Regions from separate parts of the Mus musculus genome. Here all the other regions are linked to region 1. A link is a contact called in public HiChIP or PLAC-seq data. All regions are on one chromosome and are shown on one strand. Each heading gives the region's core, a stretch centred on a gene start, on an enhancer-like site or on the middle of the called end of the contact. The rest is flanking DNA. Distances are from core to core; before and after follow the strand shown. Region 1 holds the start of Zfp518a (zinc finger protein 518A). Region 2 overlaps Cc2d2b (coiled-coil and C2 domain containing 2B). Region 3 overlaps Blnk (B cell linker).

Region 1 (4,003 bases), core at 876-3,375:
TCCATTTATTTTCATTATTTTATATTAACCCCCTTTATGATACAATGACCATGAATTAATAATACATTTAAACAAAGGATTTGTAAGCAAGAAGGAAACTTTGCGACTGTCACCACCAGGTTTAGTATGAGAAGATAAGAGGTTATTGTCCACTGCGAGTAAATTGCAGGTTCATCTTCAGAGCAGCCTATCTCTGAAAGCATTAATATGGTTATCCTATTCCCATGAACTATCTTTAAGTTTGGAACGTTCTAAAATCTTTTTATTTTTTGAGCTATTACCCAGCGTTTGTTCATTTGCAGTTTTAGAGTCTATCTCCTCTTCCTTTCTGTTTCACTCCTTTTGTTATTAACTTCAGTGTTCAGAACTTTAAAAGAGCAAAGAGTAAGAGTTTGATAAAAATGAAAAAACTGGACAAGGAAAAGAGAGAGAGTTCACCAACATTCTAGCTTATTTAGCATGCAATGAAAACTTTGAGTCTTCTAGAATTAAACACAGGTTTTCAAGGTGAACATAGATGCAAAAATAAAGTTTTATGAGAATACTACAGAACATGATGATGCATCATTTTTGTCATGTAAATTATAAAAGCTATAACAAAACTAACTACTCACAGTCCAAAACAACTTTTTTTTTTCCTATTAAAAAACAAACAGGCTTTTCTCCACTTCTCTCCTCAGCAATGTGTGTCCTCTTTTCTGGAACAATGAAAATATTGTGTTAAGGAGAAAATCTACCAGCACTCAGGAAACAGAGGCAGGCAGAGCTTTGTAAGCTGGAGGCCAGCCTGGTCTACAAATTGAGTTCCAGGACAGCCAGGGCTCTGTTACACTGTCTCAGGGCCTGTTACCCTGCCCCCCCCCAAAGAAAATCTATTTTGCAAACATCATTATAGATTATAAATATGCCCTTTTGATATTAATAGATTTCACCTTCACTTTTATAGTTATGTTTGTACTTCTTGTGTGAATTTCAGCTTGCCGCTTCTAGGAGGACTGTTGTACAAACCACCCAAAACTAAGGGTTCTCCGTGTGTGTTTTATTCCTTTCTTTTTCTTTTTCTTTTTCTTTTTCTTTTTTTTAATTTAAAGGGTAAAGTCCGTGTGGCACAGGTCAATGCGTTCAAAAGCATATCCTAAGAAAGTGGAAAATTCTTAACAGTTTTAAAATTGGTTTTAAGAAAAATTTGTGCGTGTCAGGAGTTATTTGGGTTACCCCTTGCCCCCACGCATCCCCCCCCCCAAAAAAAAAAACTACGGCCCACAGTTGAAGCCAAAATTCTCAGATTCGATCTTTTATATTTTGCTATATCCCTCCGCCTCGAGTTTTTGACGGCGGCAGTTTCCACAGTGCTTCCACGTGTGTTTTTTGTCCTTTTTTTCTTTTAAGGGAGGTAATTATTTACCAAGTGAGATTAGTAGGCTTCTGAAACGTTCTGAAAGAGAGGAGCCACATTTGGACTTTGTACGACTCTTGTGTGGGGTGGGGAAGGATTCTTTTCTTGGGGGCAAGGATTCCATTTTTGAGTCTGTGAGGGGCGTGCGAGGGTTTTCCTTCGCTGAGAGGACTTCCTTCGCTCAGACGAGTCCTCCGTGCCGTGGGAGGAGGTCGTGTCGCGGCGGGAGAGAAGAGTGTCCCTCACAGGTAGCCTGTGCGTGGGGCTGCTCTGGAGCTCAGGGTTGGCTCCCTTGTGGGCCAGAGCTTTGGGTAGCAGCTTCGTCCAACCACTGGGACGTCAAAGGGATACCACAACTCGCGTGATCCGAGTAAGTACAGGGAACACGCCATTTGCTAAGATGGGGGCTGCCTAAAACCTCTGGGTTGAGGCCATTTCCTGTCAACCAAGGCTTGCCAAGCACACCAGTTCCTGCTTCTGGTGTCTACTTGGGAAAGGACGGTAGCCATTTTCCCCGTTCTTCCCCCCGCAGTAGGATCCCCGCGGCTGGTGAGTAGACGGGGGGCGGTGAGGCGGGACGCAGGGAGGCGCCGTATGACGAGGTCAGCCGTGGACTCAGCGCCATGGCCTACTCTCGGGAGGCTGAGGCGGGGGCCCTTCCGGCCGCCGTTCCCTTCCGCTCGCCTCAGGTGCAGCGCGGATCCCTCCGCCGCAGCGTGCGCTGCCGGCAGCGCGGCGCTCGGCTTTCCGGCAGTACCCGGATGGAGGGGTAATGGCCGCCATCTGGGACTCGCAGGCAATGGGGACCACGGCAGGTATTCCCTGTGTGCGGAGCCGCCAAGACCAGTTAGGATGTCGGGACGCACAGAGAGACGGCAAGGGGCCAAGGGCGAAATCGTGGGGTGCTAGGGTTCCCCCCAAATGGTCTTGGGGGGGATCCGCCTCTTGCGCTAGGAAGCTCATGTTAAATAGTCCCGTCCATTCAGCGCTTCCGGCCAACTTGCCGCAAAGTTTTCTAGAGAAGTCCTTGGTTTCTAACCCGGGGCTCTTGCTAGCTCTTAGGGCTGGTCATTGTCGTCTCGGCTTGGGCTGGTTGTAAGTTTGTCCCTAAGAACTCCCCCACGGTCTCAGAGCCTAGGACTTGGGCGCGCGCGCACGGCGCGGCGACAGTGTACATCCGCGCGCCCGAGGGGCAGCGGAACTCCGGGGAAAGGGGCGGATCGGGCGCGGCGTTTTGGGGGCGATGCGGGGGCGTTTGGCGCGCGAAGCCATCGCTCGTCGGGTTCCGCGCCCGGTGGAGACGGGCTGGGCAGCCCTCAGTCCGCACCCCTCGAGCTGTAGGTTCGCGGGCCCGCCTCGACGGCATCCCTACTATGGGCCCAGTCTATGGCTATTGGGGGTTCTTCCTTGCAGAGACTCCCCGCTCTCTTGGCGCACGCACTGCGCGCCCTCAGAGTTGGGCAAGAAAGTGGTCCTCTTGTAGACTGCCCCCACCACCACCACACCCAGTGGCATATGGATTTCTTTGTCACGGGCTTTTTTTTTTTTTTTCCCCACTTGTAGGGTCCATCTTGAATCTGTTCTTAACATGGTGTCCTCTTTGTTAAGTGGGTAGTATCTTGAGTTAGATGGCTTTGGTAACTCAAAAGTATTGGGTCTGAATGCATAGATGATGTGATTTAACTCTTATCTAGACCAATGGAACAGATGCAACTTCAAAGTTTAGAAAACAAAAGTTAAGGGTCAGTTTTCGCTTCAGGTTTAAATTTGGGTTATTTTAGTTTTTGTAAATTATTTTTTTCAAAAGTCTTGAAAATGGGGAAAGGGGTCAGTTTTTGAGGAATTCATGAGAATGTTGAACTGTCTGTGATTATCTCAGGGATGTAATGTAAAAACAACTCACAGCGTGGTTAATTTGAAAGTCTGGTTTTCTTAAGGCACATTTTACTAATAATAATTGAATTGCTTTTTTTCCCAGCAAAACAGGTCTGATTTGAGTGTGCTCTAAAGTTTGTATGGTCAGAATGAATAGAGAGACTTGCTGAAATTCCCTAACATTTTTAAAGTTATAGCTGCAGATCTGTTAATTATCCTTCAACAAAGCTGTATTTTTCTTTAGAAAGTCAAAAGGGGCAATTCGTACTAGCACTTGAGGGGTGTTGGCTTTCTATGGCGTAGGTAAGCATAGTAGACCTTACTCTTTTCTGTTTTTTTTTCCAAATTATGATTACCAATTCAAACATTATATGTCAGATGTCTGAACAGATAAAAGGATAGCAACTCCAGCGACTGTGTCTTTGTGAGCTCATAGCAAATAAACTTAAATACTGGAGGGTTTTATCATAACCACCTTCACATTTTATGATATTTTTTCTGGAAGTAGTATAGTGTGGTTCCAAAAGCTGCTGTATTTTGAAATATTTTAAATGAGAAACTTTCTATCTAAATATAGTTTGAGTGAAAAAACCCACAAAACCTTACAATGCCCTTTTAATGTACTTTTATTGCAAGTGTTGGGGCTTACTCTCATTGAAGCATTGTGTGTGCCCTGTAGAGAACACTTAATCTGACCAGTCTAACTACTTTTCTGGTTTTCCTTTAAGTTCA
Region 2 (4,003 bases), core at 433-2,932, 81 kb before region 1:
TAGATGGAAATGGCTGGCAGACTGGGCACCACCAGGGCTCTCTTCGAGAGAAGGAAAATAGCAATGAGAGAGAGAGAGAGAGAGAGAGAGAGAGAGAGAGAGAGAAGAGAGAAGGGGAGGGGAGGGGAGGGGAGGGGAAAGGAGGGGAGAGAGAGAGAGAGCAGTGAAATAGAGAGAGTTAGTGGTAATAGGAGACACAGAGAGAAAGTGGACAGCAAAAGCTAAAGAGAGAACGTGTGTAACAAAGAGAAGAGTGGGAATAGCTGGGATATAGGAAGGATGGATGGCTGTGGGGAGGGAAGCCCATGAGCTGGAGGGAGGGTAGAGGAGGGGCGAGGAGGCCTAGGATGGACTTTGAAATGTGAAGAGGCACTTGTGATACTGAGGGAACACAGAGGCCAACATGGACTTTGATATCGTGGTAGGCACCATAGGCAGCCATGTGTCCCTTCTGCTAGAGGTAAGGGAAATGACTCCTGGTAGAAGGGAACCAGTTTCATAAGTTCCAGAGAAATTCTGGCTTTTATCTAAGTGTCAGAAATCTTCGGTCCAGTGTAAGCTCCCTTCTGGGTGTGTGGATAGTCTGAGAGACTTAACAGCTGGCAATTGAACATTTAGGCCCAAAGTTATTAATAGAAAGTCAGAATCTTTTTTTCAACAGAAGTCAGAAATCTAAAGGTTTACACAAAAGTTTTCTTTTAAAAAAATTCTAGGGCCAAGGCTGGGAGTAGTGGCCCATGCCTTTAATCCCAGCACCCAAAAGACAGAGGCAGGCAAATATCTCTGAGTTTGAAGCCAGCTTGGTCTACATAGTGAATTCTAGAACAGACAGGGACTCAAAACAACAACAATAACAACAAGACAAAAACACACACACACAAAAATGTCTAAGGACCAAACAAACATACTTCCATTGTCGTGGGCCTAGGCCACCAGGCTGCCTTTCCTGCTGTACCTATTCCTGTTTATCATACACGCTCGCTCAGTATCCTGGGTTGGATCTCTTATCTGTAGCCCATCTGTCTAGCTCTTTAGGGTAAGAAGTTTCTATTATGCTTCTTGATTGAGCATCATTTGACTTATATCTCTTCCTTTCTTTGAATCAAACACTGTATTGGTACAGGACAGACTGTAGCTCCAAGGCCCCAATTATCACTCTCCCAGATCCTTGTGTGATTATTTATCCAGAATGCACCCTTGGAAGCTCAGGGCAGTATATCTGCCTTGCAAGAAATGCCTTGTCTGGGATATAAATTGTCCTGCCACTCTGTACAGTATCCGTATCACCTATCCCATTATCTGAGTGGCCCGGTGTCCCAAGTTAATATTCTCTTCTTCTTACTCCTTATCAAAGTCAGAGCTTTCTGCTTTGCTTTTGTAGTAACAGCCTGATAAAGTGGAAGCTGGACTTCACGGCTCTAAATGCCTTGTTTACTGGACTCAACTTTCTCTTTCCTCTCTCCTCCTCTTCCTCTCTTCCTCCTCCTTTTAAAATACATTGTATTATTTTTTGTTCCTTTTTTTTTTTTTCCTTTTGCCCAGTGCTGCATTAGTTTGGCCATTGGAAATAAAGAAGAGCATGCCATACTTCTCTGTAATTTCTTTCTGTACTTCGGGAAGAAGGCATTGGTGACCCTGGGAACCTCAGTACTAGAAGTAAGTGCCGGGAAAGTGTGAAAGAAACTCAACCACACTTAAGCCGCCAGTCTGGGAGACTTCCCGCTCACCCGCTCACCCGCTCACCCGAGAGCTTCAAGGGCAAGCATTTGTGACCTGAGGGTAATGCTGGCACACCAACATTTCTACAGTGCAAAGAACAGTTTCTACTTTTCTTCTTGTAAAATGGGGCTCTTGGCGTGGCCTCCGGGAATATAAAACCACCTCACACCCCAGCAGCTGTCTGTGGCAAATGTGCAGTGAATGAGATAAGGGGTCATGCGGCATCCCGGGCGTGCCTGGCTCTGTGGCTGTTCTCATCCACCACCACCGTCCGGTTTCAGAAACTACACTGTAAGGCTTGAGCTAACTCTCTAACGATGTCTTCTCTGCTTCTCCAGGATTTAACACTTTACATTACACTTCTGAATATATTCCGGCCTGACGTGGATATCTGGCCACGTTTCGGCATTTCCAGTCTTACCTTTTGCTTATTTGTTTTTTTGTTTGTTTATTACTATGATATGATTTATTTCCCAAGATCCCTTGCCATAGCTTATTATTTGTCAAATTTGTTAATGTCCCCTTTGATCCACTACCCTGGTTGTAAGTGCTAGTAGGTGGCACTAATAAGATCTCAATAAATAACTCTTACTTGATCCACAGAGAAAATCCACAGCAGGCAGGTTCCACCTCAGTTGGTGGATGAGGTGAAACGGGAGACACAGAAATGAAGAGCAAGCACTCTGAGCCAGAGATGTAGAGACATCGGGACAAGGACAACAATGGGCCAAACAGTGTCCAGACTGGCTTGGGTTTAAAGCCAGCAGCTGGGCAGGAGAAGTAGAGACGTAGGGACAGGACGGCAATGGGCTGAGCAGTGTCCAGACTGGCTTGAGTTTAAAGTCAGCAGCTTCACTCAGGTGTGGGCTAGGCTTTGTTCACCTCTCCATCCTGCTAACCTCTGCTGAAAGTGTCACTCTGCTTTTCACTGTCACTTTAGCCCCTTAAACTCCAAGTCCTCATTAAAGAGGGTGCGTGATAAACATGCCTACCTTCAAAACTGAGAGTGAATTAAAAGGGGAAAATCAGTATGAATCTTAGCATAACCAATAAATATTAAATATTACTATCATTACTTGAATTATTTATTTTTCCACTAAGAAAGTCTCAACACTATGAGAAGATACATGTAGAGCAAAATAATAACCATTTTAAAAAAAAAAAACTTTTTAAGGGGCTGAAAAGATGGCTCAGCGGTTAAGAGCACTGACTGCTCTGCCAGAGGTCCTGAGTTCAATTCCCAGCAACCACATGGTGGCTCACAACCATCTGTAATGGGATCTGATACCCTCGTCTGGTGTGTCTGAAGACAGCGACAGTATATCCACATACATAAAATAAATAAATACTTAAAAACAACTTTTTAAAATTGTATTTATTATTTCACAAGTCACATGCCACAGCACACACATAGTGGTCATAGGAAAACTGGAGAGCTTTCTCCTTCTGCCTACACAGGTTCCTGTGGCCAGGCCAGCAGGCTTCTACCAGCTGAGCCTTCTCATTGGCCCCATAACTAATACTTACTGTCTTTTTCTAAATAAATATTATTGTTATTAGTATGTATGTGTGTGTATGGGTGGCAAGGAGATGTGCCAGGGCACACACGTGGAGGTCAGAGGGCATGCTGTGGAGGTCAGAGGGCATGCTGTGGTGTTTCCCTTGGGCTTTCTCATGGGTCCCCAGGATGGAGCTCATGTTACTGACTAGCCCTCCATGGTAAGTGTCTTTGCCCACTAAGATGCTCCCCTGCCCCAGGCTTCTTGTCCATTAGACTGCTTTCCTGTATACTTTACCTCCTAATTCCAAATCTTTCTCTCAGTTTTAATTTAGTGGATTTTAAACTCCTTCCATGATTCCCTCGGAGCCTTAGGGAATAATCTTACTTAACTGTTTATCTTATTCGGCCTGGTATTCAGTCTGCAGGTATATGCTAACCAAAGTTGAGTTCCTACAGCACTTTTGTGTGAATTAGACAAAAGTGGCCCAGTCACAATGCTTTAGGAGTATCTGTTAGAAAGCCGTCATAGCATACTGATTTTGTTAGAGTAACATGTCTTATTGCCACCAGTACACCCTACAGAACCTCTAACAGTGACACTGGCTCATAGATTCTCTTATTTAAATCATCATACTACCTGGGTCTGAGGATTTCTGAAACTTTCTTGACTTTGATTTTTGTTGTTGTAGTGGTTTGGTTTTTGTTTTGTTTTGGGTTTTGCTGTTGTTTTTCCTCCTTAAAAAAATAAAAACAAAACAAAACAAAACTTTTTTTAAACCCAAA
Region 3 (4,003 bases), core at 657-3,156, 68 kb after region 1:
AGTCTCCTCTTGCCCTATACAGTGAAGATGCATCCCTGTTCCATAAGGCTGACAGGGATAAGAAGCTATAACGATAAAGTGCTGCCCTGCAATATATAGAAAATAGCAAGAGTATGCTACCTAGCTCAGTGCTCAGAGCCGAGAGCATGGTTCTGACCAGAGTAAGGGCTCAACAGACTAATTGTGGAACAAAGAACTAGCATCAACTGGTACCCTGTGGAGAGAGGCTGTTGACAACAGTGAGGATAATCTTGCCGCACACACGCAAACACTACCCTGGTTATGAACACACTCAATATCCCTGCCTTCAGGGAATCTCCTGGTCCCTTGCTATGATGAGAACAGAAATGATTTTACCGTTCCTCCTGAGACCTTATACAAGCTAGGTAAGAACTCTACCACTGAGCAACACTCAACAGCCTGGATTTTGTCTCTTTGTTTATGTTCTGGGTTTTAACTTTTTATTTTGAGGTGTGGTCTTGTTAAATTGCCCAGCCTTCAGACTTGGGATCCTACCGCCTCATCCTCACCCACCAGCTAGGATTATAGACCTGTGCTACCATGCTAGACTTCTTGATGGACCACCAGAGGCATGCCTCAAAGCCAGATTGTGCAGTGTCGGCTGACCTAAGAGGTTGATTGCAGGCCCAGGGCTCACCGACCACCCCCCCCCACACACACACACACACTACCTAGTGGACATCCACAGTTTAGGTGGCCTGTGTGCAAAGCTGTCTGGACCAGAACAAAGAGGGGGCTTTTGTGGTGGACACTTGGGTCCTTGAAGGACACCATTATTCTATGTGGGCTTCTCAGAAGCTCCAGAGTCCTGGATGAAGGAAATCCTAGGAGAAACAGGACTAATGTCTGGGTTGACTTCTTGTGGGGCTATGAGGGCAGGGGTGGGGAGAGCAATTCTTAGGGTACATTTTTTTATCAGTTCAGATAATCTGTTCAATGCTCCCTCCCCCGCCCCCCCGTCCCCCCCCCCCCACCCCACTGTGCACCTGCCTGCTCCTGTACTGCTGCTCCGAAGGGAGAGTGGAGACAGACAGGGGACCCTCAGGCAGCAGCTGTTTGCCCATCTCCCCCATCCTGTGGTCCCAGCGTCCACAGCGACCTCACCTACATACTCGCCCCTCGTGAAGGGCAGGGCTGGATGGACCACCCGTGTCTGCTGCTCAGCGGGAGGCGGTTCATAGGAATCGTCGCCCGTCTCCTCGGCAGGCATCACATACATCTCGGAGTCCGAATGTTCATCTGGATTTTCATAGTCACTGTCCTGCAAATGTAAGCATCGTGCTTGGTACCCTGCAGGTGCTGTCTAGTGAGCGGATCCCACCTTAGGAGGCAGGAGGGGTTCCAGCGGAGGCAGAGGACAGGAAGTGGAGGTTGATGGAGACTGATGGAGACTGTCTGTTTCTGCCTGCTTCACCCAGCTCCTGCCATGATCACACAGGACTTTCCAGTGCAGAGACAGACACTTGTCTCCTTTCTGTTGGGATGTTATAACGGGGTTCCTCTGTCGGGCATAAAGGCTTTAGGAACAAGCCTGTGTTTCATACTATCTGCAGCGGAGACCCACCAAAGTAAAAATAACCGCTAGGGGAATTTAACCAATCCTTGTTAATCTTGGCTGTTTAACTTCAGGGTAGGTCGATCCCTATTCTCCGGGTTAATTTTTACTTTGTACTCCTCGACCTATACCTTCTCTGTAAAGATTACTTCTTTTATTTCTTGAGATTATAATATAATTAGACCGTTTCCCCTCCCCCTTCTCTCTTCAAACCCTCCCATATACCTATCCTTTGCTGTCTTTCAAATTCTTAATTCAGCCAGCAAGCTGTCTTCTCCCTCCCAGCCGCAGATGTGATCTTGCGCTGAAGCCAGCAGGGGGCGCACCCCCGACACTCTGGTTTCCGCTACACTGGGTTCTAGGGGGAACTTCATGCCCCAGTGACCCGCAATGAGATCACCCTTCCCCTTATTTTTCTTTTCTTTTTCTGCGGTTGAAGGAGGAGGAACTGCTGTCCTAAAGACCACATCCAGGTGGTGAACACAGATTCGATTCTAGACACTGGCCTGGAAGTCTTCATTCTGCGTCGTCCCCGTGAGGGACAGTGGAAATGTCAGTCTGTCCTCCTGACCTCCGCTTCCTTATAAATGAGGTGGGGGTGTGTTTAGGGTTCCTCACAGATCGAAACTCAGATCAGAGCACATTGTGGAAGGTACATTGTGGATGGATACAACAATGTTGAAGAAAACTTTAGACTCAGCTCCCATCATAGTGACCTGCCAGGGTCACTATGGCTAGGTCCCTCTTTCTCACTCCGTGACCTAGGAAGCACAGCTGATGTTCTTTTGGTCCTAACAGGTACCCTGGTAGCTGACAGCCTGGTTCTGAGACCCAGGTTTGAGTTTGGAAACTCTAAGTTAATGAAATGCTCCTTTCTGGTTCTAGCCAGAACTCTGTTAGAAAATAGAGTTTTGCTTGCTTAGTAGCCTGGCCTCAAACACTCCAAGTAACCCAGACTGGCCTTAAACTCTCAAGTCTTCCTGCCTCAGCCTCCCAAGTACTGAGATTAGATGTGAGTACCAGCTCTGGCGTTAACTCTTTGTTTTGGCGGCTCTCCTGCCTGGTGTCAGAGAGTAAGAGAGCACTGGGCAGCTTAGGTCAGAAGTATGCCTATTAGTACAGAGTATTTAAATGCATGTGTTACTTCTGGTTTTGTGAGTCTGTGAGCTCAAAGAATGGGGTAATCTATCTACCTCCCAGGGCCATGGTAGAATAGAGAAAGGTTATATGTAAAAGCGTTCAGCCTGACTTTTGATGAGCACTGGGTCAAGTGAGCTCTCAGCGAGGTCACTGCCACCTACCAAGAGGAGGCTCTTCAGCCCTTCTGAGACCCACCCCCCATCCCCGTGTTGCTCAGCTAGCCTTCAGAGTGTGGTTCAGAAAGAAGCCATTGAAGAGGTCTCCTCGAAAGGCTGGTACCCTCCTGATCCCAGGAGCAAACACTCACGAAGTCATCTGACCACTGCTCCTCTTCATCTGCAGGGCTGTCTGTAACAGGAGAGGGACACAGAGCAAAAAGCATGAATCCAGCTGGCCAGCTCTGGCTGACCCACAGGCACATGTACTGTCTGTCCTTAGCCCCCTGAGCTGACTGCCCACGGGCGCCAAAACTGGCTGCTTTTCTGTGGGCCTTGAACAGTAATTACAGCCATATTGTCATTTTTTTTCATCTCTTTCTCAGAAAGCTTAACCTAAAGCACAAAAGATAAGTCCCGCAGGAGCAGAACAGTGGGGCCCTTTACCTAGGCCTGCCTTTGTCAAGGGACATTTCTGGACATTTGCCCATTTTTTTTTTTTTTTTTTTGCTTTGATAAAGTCCATAACTGTCAGGTCCAAAAGGCACCCCACCCCCCTCCCAAAGGGTAGGCCCACTGGCTCAGTCCAAAACTGAGTCTAGGCCCAGCTCAATCTGGACTCTAGGGGGGATTTCTGGTGGTTAGATAAGAGCCAGGAATTCTTAGGAACTTGTAAAACTGGTTCACATTTGCTAAAATGGAAACTTTTTTCCTTACCTCTGGCAGAAGGGACAATGGCTCTCTACTGACATGCACCTGTGGCTGCAGGCCCAGACTAACCCCCAGATTTCCACAATCCTTGTTCCCAATTACTTGTTTCATATGTGTGTGTGTGTGTGTGTGTGTGTGTGTGTGTGTGTGTGTGTGTGTATCATATATCGTGGCCTCCTTCTCACCTCAGATCACTGCTCTCTTTATTACTACCCCTCCTTGTGCACTATTCTCTCTCTACCCCCACCCGTCTGTGTACTATTCTCTCTTCTCTAGCTCTTCCCCTTCTCTTGCAGATAGCCCAGGCCATGTGCAGTCTGCTCCCTCCCCCACTCTGGACTCTTCCAGATGCCCCTGTATATTTTCTTCCTCTTATGCACAATAAGACTTTTCCCCTAATCATACCCTGGAACAGTCATGT

What was found. HiChIP or PLAC-seq counts read pairs in DNA pulled down with a chosen protein or histone mark.
Region 2: an H3K27ac HiChIP or PLAC-seq map of the HPC-7 cell line shows a contact between it and region 1, with 5 times the contacts expected there. The contact joins the enhancer-like site here to the promoter of Zfp518a in region 1. A contact is called at or near these places in 13 of 39 promoter capture datasets (the 3T3-L1 cell line, 3T3-L1-derived adipocytes, the C10 cell line and 8 more), 16 of 484 Hi-C or Micro-C datasets (CD4 T cells, CD8 T cells, LSK cells and 8 more), 6 of 115 datasets of contacts at active chromatin or transcription factors (the 230-238 cell line, the HPC-7 cell line, bone marrow-derived macrophages and 2 more) and 3 of 9 other capture datasets (adipose tissue, liver and pancreatic islet).
Region 3: an H3K4me3 HiChIP or PLAC-seq map of bone marrow-derived macrophages shows a contact between it and region 1, with 2.1 times the contacts expected there. The contact joins the enhancer-like site here to the promoter of Zfp518a in region 1. A contact is called at or near these places in 1 of 15 datasets of contacts at CTCF or cohesin (the NIH/3T3 cell line), 3 of 484 Hi-C or Micro-C datasets (the G1E-ER4 cell line and embryonic stem cells), 7 of 115 datasets of contacts at active chromatin or transcription factors (CD8 T cells, bone marrow-derived macrophages, embryonic stem cells and 1 more) and 3 of 9 other capture datasets (adipose tissue, liver and pancreatic islet).

What each region holds. Positions count from the first base shown.
Region 1 is chr19:40,892,580-40,896,582 of GRCm38.p6, forward strand. Zfp518a (zinc finger protein 518A) reads left to right here and starts at 2,126. Exons shown (of 5, transcript NM_028319.1): 1 at 2,126-2,211. It overlaps Mir8092 (microRNA 8092), which reads left to right and starts at 2,124; the gene lies at 2,124-2,210.
Region 2 is chr19:40,811,674-40,815,676 of GRCm38.p6, forward strand. Cc2d2b (coiled-coil and C2 domain containing 2B) reads left to right here. Exons shown (of 35, transcript NM_001376940.1): 30 at 1,543-1,656. Among named protein-coding and RNA genes, the nearest start is that of Gm33482, 4.6 kb to the right of the region's middle. Within about 2 kb of position 1,683, at least 45 of the 459 cell types and tissues checked have an H3K27ac peak or open chromatin away from gene starts, as enhancers often do. A contact at or near this core is called in the HPC-7 cell line, LSK cells, hematopoietic stem and progenitor cells and 1 more, where this site is marked.
Region 3 is chr19:40,961,220-40,965,222 of GRCm38.p6, forward strand. It overlaps Blnk (B cell linker), which reads right to left. Exons shown (of 17, transcript NM_008528.5): 4 at 3,024-3,064; 5 at 1,126-1,282. Among named protein-coding and RNA genes, the nearest start is that of Blnk, 31 kb to the right of the region's middle. Within about 2 kb of position 1,907, at least 45 of the 459 cell types and tissues checked have an H3K27ac peak or open chromatin away from gene starts, as enhancers often do. A contact at or near this core is called in bone marrow-derived macrophages, where this site is marked.